Regions from separate parts of the Mus musculus genome. Here region 2 is linked to region 1. The links are chromatin contacts, called in public HiChIP or PLAC-seq maps. All regions are on one chromosome and are shown on one strand. The core of a region is the stretch at or near the end of the contact, and the rest is flanking DNA. Distances in the headings are between cores, read along the strand shown.

Region 1 (5,632 bases), core at 2,975-5,474:
ATAATATCCACTTATCAGTGAGTGCATATCATGCGTGTTCTTTTGTCATTGGGTTAGCTCACTCAGGATGGGATATAAAATTAACTCAAACAAATCAGTAGCCTTCCTATACTCAAAGGATAAATAGGCTGAGAAAGAAATTAGGGAAACAACACCCTTCGCAATAGGCACAAACAATATAAAGTATCTTGTTGTGACTCTAACCAAACAAGTGAAAGATTTGTATGACAAAAACTTCAAGTCTCTGAAGAAGGAAATTGAAGAAGACCTCAGAAGATGGAAAGATTTCCCATGCTCATGGATTGGCAGGATTAACATAGTCAAAATGGCTATCTTACCAAAAGCAATCTACAGATTCAATGCAATTCCCATCAAAATTCCAAATCAATTCTTCATAGAGTTAGAAAGAGCAATTTTCAAATTCATCTGGAATAACAAAAAACCCAGGACAGCAAAAACTATTCTCAACAATAAAAGAACTTCCAGGGGAATCATCATCCCAGACCTCAAACTGTACTGCAGAGCAATAGTGATAAAAACTGCATGGTATTGGTACAGTGACAGGGAGGTAGATCAACGGAATAGAATTGAAGACCCAGAAATGAACCCACACAACTACAATCACTTCATCTTTGACAAAGGAGCTTAAATCATCCTGTGGAAAAAAGACAGCATTTTCAACAAATGGTGCTGGTTCAACTGGCAGTTAGCATGCAGAAGAATGCATTCTTATCTCCTTGTACAAAGCCCAAGTTCATGTAGATCAAGGACCTCCACATAAAACCAGATACACTGAAACTAATTGAAAAGAAAGTGGGAAGAGCCTCCAGCACATGGGCACAGGGAAAAAATTCCTGAACAGAACACCAATAACTTATGCTCTAAAATCAAGAATTGACGAATGGGACTTAATAAATTACAAAGCTTCTGTAGGGCAAAGGACACTGTCAATAGGACAAAACAGCAACCAACAAATTGGGAGAAGATCTTTACCAACCCTACATCTGATAGAGGGCTAATATCCAATATATACAAAGAACTCAAGAAGTTAGACTCCATAGAACCAAATAGCTCTATTAAAAAATGGGGTACAGAGCTAAACAAAGAATTCTCAACTGAAGAATACTGAATGGCTGAGAAGCACCTAAAAAAAAGTTCCTAAGACATCTTAACTAAAACAGGAATGAAATGTTTTGACCAAAAAAGAACAAACATACAAACATAGGACAGGCATGGAGTCACAGCTCTTATAGACTTGTCTTCACTTTAGGATCGCAGTAAGATGTGACATGGTCATTAGTTTTATTTATATAACTTAGTCTGAAATTGTTACTTTTCTTAAATATAGAATGTAGCATTGAGAACTTCAGAAAGCTCTTTGTACCCAGAAGGATCACGTTCACACAAACTAAGCAATCCCAATCAAATGTGCTAAGTAAGACAGCTGTCAGTATGACACAGTAATCTGTACACTAACAGAAGACTTCTACCCTAAAGTCTTGGCCCAACCTCAGCAAATGGAATTCTCCTCTTACTGTTTGGTGAAGCCAAATAAACACAAAATCTAAACAGTTAGCATTTCCCAAGCACCTATGTGCTGACTGATGTGCTATGGTCAAGAAACCTACCAGGCAGGCATTATTTCTCACAAAAAAAGAACACTGAGAGTTTGACTAGTTGGGTAAGTGGAAAGCTTAGATTTAACCAAAAATACAAGTGAGATAAATCCCTGGTAGATCTCTCCAACAAAACACTGCCAATTTTACAGCACATACACCCATGCTTATCAACCGGCAAGAGGCATCACCAAGCACAGACCTCAGGGTGCTATGCACGTACACTTCTGTGCAGCAGTCAACTTTAAATTCCCAAGCCTATTCACAGGTATTGCCACCTTCACATTATAGCTTGAATGAGACCAGTTCCTTCTATCAACAGAGCATAGATTCTGAAAGGTCTGCTTTAAAAGACGGAATCCATACCCAGCCCCAGCCTGGAGATGAAACAACCTCCCGACTCCCAGTGTCTTCAAACTGAGGTGATACTAGCAACTTGAGGATGGCACAAGTTTAAATAAATCTATGTTAATAATTAATTTAATAACTTCTTTTAGCTAAGTGTAATGAATCTTAACTAACTCACTGGAAAAAATACCCAATAATCCCCTCCATCCCCTACCCCTCACTCTCCCACCACCCCCCCCACCCCACCCCTGGTTACTGATCCATGGTGTATGTTCTTATCTACTGGAAGATTAAAAATGTAATCTGGTGGGCAAGGTACCTTAGCATTGAGGGGACACACAGACAGGGCGCTTCGAAAGAGCTGCTCTTCACTCCGCCACTCACCACTGCGTATCACACATCTCAGTGCATTGATGAGAAGGATGCCCAGGATGATGGCGGCAACAGGTTTCTGAATAGAGTTGGCAGAGGTCATTAGTAACATGTGGTGCTATGGTTTTCTGAGGCAGCATTCTAGGTTTTTCTTTTTGGTATGTACATATGTGTGGTGCACGCACATGGGTGCACAGATGTAAACACACACCTGTGTCCATGCAGAGGCCACAGGAGGATGTCACGTGTCTTCCATTCTCACTCTAGGCCTTAGAACGCAAAGCTGGCAGGACAATGAGTTTCCAGGATCTCCCTAGCTTGGAGCCCTCAAGCTTGGGGGTTATAGGCATGCAAAGCCATGCCAGGCAGTTTACATCAGTGCTATGGTTTGAACTCAGCCTTCACTCGCACAGCAAGCTCTCTTACCCACTGCATCACTGCCCCAGCCCTATGGTACCTTTTTCTTAGTGTGTCTGCTCAGAGCTCCAAATCCAAAGGTCAGCAGCACGCAGTACCCAGCGCTGGGAAGGTAGAGGACACGTTCTGCGACCACAAAGCCCACTCGGAAAAACAAGTTGCTTGCAGGAAGAAAGGGGATCACAAGAAATCCCAAACCCAGAGTAAGGATTCTGGAAGATGAAAAAGTATTTACAAGTTCGGCTATTTTTAGATTTTCCACGAAAAGCACCTTACTGGACATAACAATAAAGACTGCTCTTTGTTTCTTGCTATCAATTTAGAAAAGATATTTAGCAAGGATAAAGTCATCAGTAGAGGGGAGTTGGCTGGCAGCACAGAGCAAAGTACTTAGCAGCCAGCACATAGGAAAATCATTGCATCAATAAAGTCAAAAGATTAGATCTAATCTATTCCTTGATTAGTGAATATACTCTTCCCAAATAACACCATGTAGTTTTTAATGGACCCTTCCCCGACTTGTCTAGCAAGGACAATACTGAAATAGATTAAGGTGCGTAAATTTAAAAGAAACTATCTTTTGTTACTGCGGTCAAGCACAAACACACTTTGCAGTGAAACATGTATAACATCCACATCTCTAAGGCTCTGATGATGAGATGGTGTAAACGAAGCAGTGAAGTCACATTTGGTGGTTCCTTCTCAGACCCTATGCCTCACAATATTTTGTTTTACATTTCATTTCACAAGTATAAATGAACTGATTAAAACTGAAGTTTGTCACTCTTTAGAATCATCAACTAATTTAAGCACACAGGTAAGCAGAAAACATTCATTCATCTTGAGAAATTACTTAGTTAACATCATGTGCACTCAGGTTTTGTGAAAACTGTCTTAAGCAGTTTTCATTTTCATAGAATATGTTTGTCTTCTCCAATTATTTTCTCAATAACCCTTTGCAAAAGATTTTTTTTAATCTGTTGAAAAAGTGTAGTATCTTTTGAGGGCAACAACATATTTTGTGCAGGACAATAGAGAGGACTTCGCAAGGGCTTCTTTGAAGGAGAACTGTGAAATAATGGGCCCAACATTTGTCAATTATACTCCCTGTTCTGACCATAAATTACATTTTACCTCCTACAGTGAGGCCTCTAAGTGCTACTTAGGAGGGTGGGAGTGGCCCATGGTAGTAATGCCTTACTGCCTCTCCAACTTCCCTCCCTACCAGCTGAAGCCATAGATTCCTACCTTGTTGCTGCCATAAATTCAGAATAAATATCCTTAGATGTCCTATACACAGAGTTGTTGAGAAGTGATAGGCACTGATTTTAGCAAAATGCTTCTGCTGCACAGAAGTTAAAATTCCATGCTGCCTCTTACCTTCTCTTGCAGCTATCCTCAGAGCACAGGGCTTGGAATATTAGGCCAATTAGGCAGAGCCAAAGTGCCGCTAGAGCAATTACCCTCCAGTCACCAACTGACTTAATGAGGGGGATGCAGCCCATTGACCAATCAAAACACAGCCACCAGGGACACAGCAGCAGCCAGGCATTCAATGAATAGTAGTAATTATAGTTTATGGCCTGTCAGTCAAAAGAAAAACAAACACTTACTTGATGGTGAACTTGAAAGAACACACATATCCTAACTTCACTTCCGAGGCATTCATAAGCTTCTGTTCCAGGAAGCGGTTGTGTAAAAATAAAATACTGCCCATTTGTATTCTGAGCATAGGGTTGTAATCTGTAATTTATTAAATGCATCCAGATTTTAATACATTAAAAATACAGCCAAGCCAGTGGTCCAGGCAATGCAGGTGTTGGTTATATTTCTGGCCAGGATATGGCTCATTTACATAGGATTACTTAACGCCTCTGACATGGTCAATGTAGGGCCCGGTGCACCTAATTCTTTAAAAATGGAGCTCAGCTCTGAGCATCCTCTTGACTCTCTCTGTAGAGTGCACAGCTAAGAATCTGTGGCTTGAGATCCTGATCCTTAGAAAAACACTCTTACAATAGCATTGCGCTACCACATTTGTCTTAATTCAGCCATGCTAGGTCCTCCTGCAGCAACAAAGATGGGGTCAGATGGGCATCATAATAGAAGGGGTCTCTTTTCCTGCTTTTCATGAAAGGAATTATGTTGGCCCTCTATGTGGGCCTGAATTGACAGACTCAATAAACCTAGAATTTAACCATATATTGAAAATATTTGTAAGAAAAAAAAAAAAAAAAACAAAGCTTAAACTCGCTGAGCAGTGAACGCTACCCTTAATCACATTAGAACAAAGAGCAGGCACTGTGTTAGGTGCAGTGTAGAAGCTGAAGACAGTTTTGAGCATAGGGGAGATGTGAACAGGATATATGTAAACACCCTTACCTTCTCAATGAGACTCCTGCACCCCTGGATTTTAGAATTGGGATGGGGGACTCTTGGAACTAATTTCCCATGGGCATCAAGAAATAACTATATAAAGAACCACCACACACCCTTCCTAACAGCATAAAAAAGTTGCCTTTATTATAAAATAACCTTAAAAACAACAAAACATGGATGTATCCACTGATTAGGGACTTGTGAATGTGGTGATGGGTGGGGATGAAGATGGAGAAGACGAAGGTGGATCTCCACCATCCTAACGCTACAACCCTTTAATATAGTTCCTCAGGTTGTGGTCACCCCCAACCTTAACATTATCTTCATTGCTACTTCATAGTATTAGTTTTACTAGTTATAAATCATAATGCAAATATCTGTTTTCCAACTGTCTTAGGATAGATACCTCTATGAAAGGGTCATTTGACCCCAAAAAGGATCACAACTCACAGGTTGAGAACTGCTAATCTATAGATGGGTAAAGAAAATAATTGAAAAGA
Region 2 (5,462 bases), core at 1,364-3,863, 350 kb after region 1:
TTCATTGTAAGTCTCCTCAATGATTAGATTAACTTAGATGAGACAGTGAGGACTCAGCTTTGCTCTCTTCCTGGGGTAAAACACATCTGGACATTGAAACTATAAAAGGTATCACTGTATTCCATGTAACACAGCCTAACAGGCCAACTCTGACTATATCTTTGAATGGACCTGGTAGTCTAAGGCTTCTTGCTAGTTATTAGCATCTCAGTGTTAATTAGGGTGCAGTCTTTCCTGTACATATCATGTGAAATCAAGTTCCTGTGGGTAAGAGTCACAGAGACAAATATAGATCTAGATGAGACAAAAGAACTAGGCCATGTATCCCTGTCCTCCACAAGTTACTATCTCAGAAGTTCAGAAGCGACTGCAGCCCAGTTTGAGGACAGAGAGTACTAACAAAGACAGAGAGTAAAACAGCGAAGAGACATCCCTGTGTCTTGCAGACCCTGGGTTACAACCACACCACACCTTCCAGATCCTTACATACCTCAAATGTGCTAACTCCTTGTCTCTATACTAAACTTGTGCTGAACTATTTTTGGATCTTCTTAGGTGTATCTCTATATAGCTGAACTTTCCTTGTTTCTTGATGTGAGCACAATAATCACCTCTTTACCTACACCTTCATGACCATTTTAGCTAAGGGTCCACTTCAAGCCCATCCACACTCTATCATCTTCAATATGCTCATAACTTCTGGAACTCATAGAAGTTTAATATCCCCTACCAAAATGTTAGGATCATAAGTGTTTCAAACGTTGGATTTTATGGACTTTGGAATATTTGCATTCCTACAATGAGTGATAATGTGGACAAGATATAAGTTTAAACATAAAATTTATTCATGTGTTTTTTAATCTTTTTGTTGTTGTTTTGAGACAGGGTTTCTCTGTGTAGCCCTGGCTGTCCTGGAACTCACTGGGTAGACCACGCTGGCCTTGAAATCAGAAATCCACCTGCCTCTGCCTCTCGAGTGCTGGGATTAAAGGCGTGTGCCACCACACCCAGTGCTTTTTAATCTTTTTAGAACAAGTTCTTGAGTATTCCAGGCTGACATTAAACTTAATGCTGTCAAACTCCTGAGCCTCCTACTTCTGCCTCCCATGTAGTAGGATTAGTGGCAGGTGCCATTCATTCACTTTTCACATATCTTACACACATATCCCAGAAGTCATTTTATACAATATTTTTAGCATGTCTGGGTTTTGACTGTGACTTGACACACAAAATCTGGTGTGACTTTCTCCATTTGTAGTGTTGTGTTGGTACTAAAAAGAATTCAAAGTCTGGAATTAATTTGGATTAGGGATTCTAACCATTGTCATTAGTCTAACCATTTCACCTTTAAGGGGTCACCTCTTCCTTTAAAATATAAGCTCTGTGGCCATAGGAACCTTGCCACTTGAGAATTGCTTTACCTCAGTGCCTAGATCAAGTTAAGCTTTGGGAAGATAAAGATGAGTAAGAGGTCAAAGAAGAGAGGAAGAAGGGAGGAACATGCAGGATGGTAAGGAGGAGGAAGAAAGTGGAAAGGAAAGGAGGTAGCTGAGAACAAGAAACTTGCCTCTGCTTTGGCTAATTCTAGGAAGTATTGGGTAATCTTATGGTTAAGACCTTTACATACTAACTTAGAAGTAGTTTAGAATAACCAGGTCTCCATGTAATTAATTAATTTTTAGTGGTGCCAGGCATTGAACCCAAGGCTTTCTACATGCTCAGCAAACACTTAACCACTGAGATACACCACAGACATCACTTGTAATCCCTGTGTGTGGTTCATCTAGATGACTGCTTAAAGTTGCGGCGATAGTAAGTCTGTAGCAGGCTTTCCCTCTGGGAGCTGCAATTCCCCTCCTTCTACTTGAGCCCAAGGCAGATACCCTTGAAAAATCCTTAATTTTCTTCCCTTGCTGACCTTTTGAAAGTCTAAAGACCAGGCTCTTCATTGTTGGAAAGGACACGAGGAGAGACTACTCTGTCCCCCGGTCATTGCATACACACCTGGCACTGCAAAGCAACAGTGACAGCTCCAAATTTAGTCTATGCCAATTCTCAGATTCAAGATACTTGAAATGTATCATTTGTTCTCTTTGAGATTGAGCAGGTAAACAATGGCCCACTCCCCTCCTACCCCTAGGTTGAGGAAGATCTTGAATATCCAACTCTCTGCTTCCATTTTCCAAGTGCTGGGAGTACAGTGATGTACCACAACACCTAGTTTTATGTGGTGTTGGGGATCAAACCCAGAATCCTTGGGTTTGCATGCTTTGTTAGCAAATAAGCCACACCCACAGTTCCTACCTCTCTTTTATCATCTACCATGTTCCATATGATTTGAAAATGGCGAAGATCATTGTAACTCAAAAGCTGGTCCTCTTCAGTGGAATAAAACAAAGAGAAATTCTCCACAATTATGGCTAGGGAAAAAAATCAGATGTTAGACAAATATGCTAATCTGTCATTTTTTAGAAAAAGTAAAACATCTATTATAAATAATAAATGTTATCACTCACATTATAAAGCCAATTTTTCAAAGTGCTTTTAGTACAGTTTCCAAGCTGGCATGTCTCTCACTTGAACTAAGCTATTTATTCATCACTTGCCTTTCCAAAACATGAGGGTCATGGGCTCAAAGGCACTCTAGTTAGACATTCATGCCAGCTGGCTCCTACTCTTACTTCAGACTTCCAGGGCATTTTTAAGGTCATATTGGGCCTGGATGTCCCCGCAGCTGGGTGAACAAAATATATCTTTAAAAACCAAACTGATGTTTCAAGGCTGTGAAAGTAGCCCTCCCTGATTTGTGTTCAGCTCAATCCATGGGAAGAGCTCTTTGGGAATTAATGAGCATAATAAATAGGACAATTCTTGAAACTGCAATCAACTGCCATTTCCATGCCTTTCAAAGGTCTTTTCAGCTCCTGGGTTGAGAGGCAACAATTTATAATTAATGCCATGAAACACCCGCCCCAAGCAATCCAGGATAATTACTTGAAAATTGTACATAATTATCCAAGTACCTGAGTTTGAAGAGATGGAAAAAATAATTCCATGAACATCTCTTACCTACAAGCAGATTCAGCATGATGTAGGCAATGATGACATAGAATGAGCAGAAGTACATAAGTGCCCCTGCATAATTGCCACAGTCTGTTGCCCAGTATGTAAATTCATCTGGAGTACAAAATGGAGGTTGAACCTGTGGGCCAGTGGGAGACATGGAGGGCATTGAGGGGAGGGAAGGGCACAGATTTCTTCTGACTGTAGTGCTCAATGAATATATTATTGACAGTACGGGATGTAGTTAATTTAAAGCCATCAAGCAAAAGCCATACATGTCGGACATACACATCATTTGCAGCAGAACTCCACAAGAGTATTTCATCATGCTATATAAGCTTTTGGTATTGTAGATGACCCAATTAAATTGCCATTGATAGAAGCAAAATGCAAGTGAACAAGTTGCCTCTGGGACATAAGCTTAACATCCCACCAACAGACTCTGGGGTCAAACTTTATGAAGTCAAATAAAGAGAAACTTTAATATTTTTTAAAATTTAAGCAATGGATTAATTTGTATGGAGTAGATTATACATACCAAATTCACATTCAGGTTGTGTAAGGACTAGTCCCCAGTCTGAGGCACCAAATGAGATGTTACAGAAATGTATAAGGTTCAGATTATATAAAGTGTGTGCATTCCATGGGACTCATTAAAATTCAAATCTGTCTGTGATACTCTCCTGGTTTCTTTCAACCAGATAACTAGCTTTGTCTTCTGGATTCCCACACACTTTTCTGAGAGCCTATATAGGATTTATTTAATTCTGCCTTGGGCTATACCTGATTGGATAAATTTGGTTTCCACTTTTCATGTTTAAAATTCTCTAGACTCTACTATGTGGTATATCTGTGCCAAGTGATAGACTAACAATAAAGACGTACTCCTGTTCTCTGACAGCTGACAACAGTTTAACATCACAGTTTCCAGCACAAGAGGTATTAATTCCATACGGTAATTTAAATTTAATTCATATTAATTAAGATTAAGTAAAAATAAATGAAATATAAAGCAGTTTTTCTGATGCACTAGTCACACTTTAGTAGTTCAATACTGAGTTGCATGTGGACAGTACATGCTCCCTCATAGAATGTTTATAGAGCATCATTGGTGTCTATGATCTGAGAGGAAGGAGAAAGAAATAAGGTTGACTCTACAACTCTCTAGAACTAGTACACATGTCCAAACAAGAAATGTAGAGACCTGTAGAACATATAACCCACGGTTTTAAGTGTGGGCAAAAATGCCTAAAGAAGCAAGCATTAACACCATGACCCAAGGATGATATAGATGTACTGGAAAGAAAGCAGGATACCAAAGGGAAGAATGGCTCAGACTACATGACATATGTGCCTTGTGGAACCTTTAGACCTGTAGAAGGCCTTGTACATGGCCCAGGACAAACCAGGGATTGAGTGTTCAATGAGTGCATTAAATAAATGTCCTTATTTTGATTGCTAAGCTATGAAGGATAAGCAGGAAAGAAAAGTGCTCATTTTAAAATATGAGCATAATAGTTTAAGTTATGTTAAGTGAATATTTTATTCTTTCTATTTATATCTTGTAATGTTCAAAGTGCAACTTATGGACTAGACAGGAAGAATATTTCCTTTAATATAAGTCTTGATGTTAACAAGATTACCATTGGCGTGTGCACATGAGTGTATGGTGAGGCACTAACAATAATAAGGGAATATTTACCATACAATCATGCATAATCTTGTTCCAGTCTTCACCTGTGACAATTCGAAACAATACAGTAATGGCTTTGCCAGCTGAGGAAAAATTGGCATGCCTAATTTAAGAAAAGAAAACAGAATGAAGATTTCATGACTTGTCATTGTCTTGAAGCACTATTAGTGGTCACCACCCAAACATGTGGCATTTGCAAACCTGGCTGCCAGGTTCCTGTTACCAAAGCTTAAAACCTTTCTGTTGCCATTTCCACTTTCCTGCAAGTATAGATGCCTGACAAGTCAAAACTTTCACAGGGTCATCAACTTACTGGCTTTGAACTGTAACAACTGAGTTCTTACTCTGACTACTAAGAAGTGATTCCTCCACTTGGGTCATAGAAAGATACTTAGCCATGTGCCAAATAAACCACCTACAAGTGAGACATTTGCACATGTTTTGTTGCATTTTAACTTTTAAGGGAACAACAGCAGATGCTTTTATGATATGGAAGAGGAGGTATTGAAAATGCATTTTTTGCATAGCAGAGTGATTTAGTAGGTTCTAACTTGCTACACTTTGCTGAAAAAAAATCATCTAAAAAACAGTTTTAACCCCTCCCCCCAAATAATATAGCATTTCAGAGAGGTACATGGGTAGAAAAATACTGAAATCAAGGGTTGTTATTCCTGACAGTGGGTAGAATTATAAAACCTTTTTGTTT

Evidence for each region. HiChIP or PLAC-seq counts read pairs in DNA pulled down with a chosen protein or histone mark.
Region 2: a contact with region 1 is called in an H3K4me3 HiChIP or PLAC-seq map of embryonic basal ganglia, with 4 times the contacts expected there. The contact joins two enhancer-like sites. A contact is called at or near these places in 3 of 39 promoter capture datasets (cranial neural crest, liver and maxillary cranial neural crest), 5 of 484 Hi-C or Micro-C datasets (CD4 T cells, CD8 T cells, cochlea and 2 more) and 2 of 115 datasets of contacts at active chromatin or transcription factors (astrocytes and embryonic basal ganglia).

Annotation. Positions count from the first base shown.
Region 1 is chr14:122,939,022-122,944,653 of GRCm38.p6, forward strand. Tmtc4 (transmembrane and tetratricopeptide repeat containing 4) reads right to left here. Exons shown (of 18, transcript NM_028651.3): 9 at 4,134-4,336; 10 at 2,794-2,965; 11 at 2,284-2,415. Among named protein-coding and RNA genes, the nearest start is that of Ggact, 29 kb to the left of the region's middle. Within about 2 kb of position 4,225, at least 19 of the 459 cell types and tissues checked have an H3K27ac peak or open chromatin away from gene starts, as enhancers often do. A contact at or near this core is called in embryonic basal ganglia, where this site is marked.
Region 2 is chr14:123,288,663-123,294,124 of GRCm38.p6, forward strand. Nalcn (sodium leak channel, non-selective) reads right to left here. Exons shown (of 44, transcript NM_177393.4): 37 at 4,766-4,859; 38 at 3,070-3,202; 39 at 2,305-2,420. Among named protein-coding and RNA genes, the nearest start is that of AA536875, 120 kb to the left of the region's middle. Within about 2 kb of position 2,614, at least 5 of the 459 cell types and tissues checked have an H3K27ac peak or open chromatin away from gene starts, as enhancers often do. A contact at or near this core is called in embryonic basal ganglia, where this site is marked.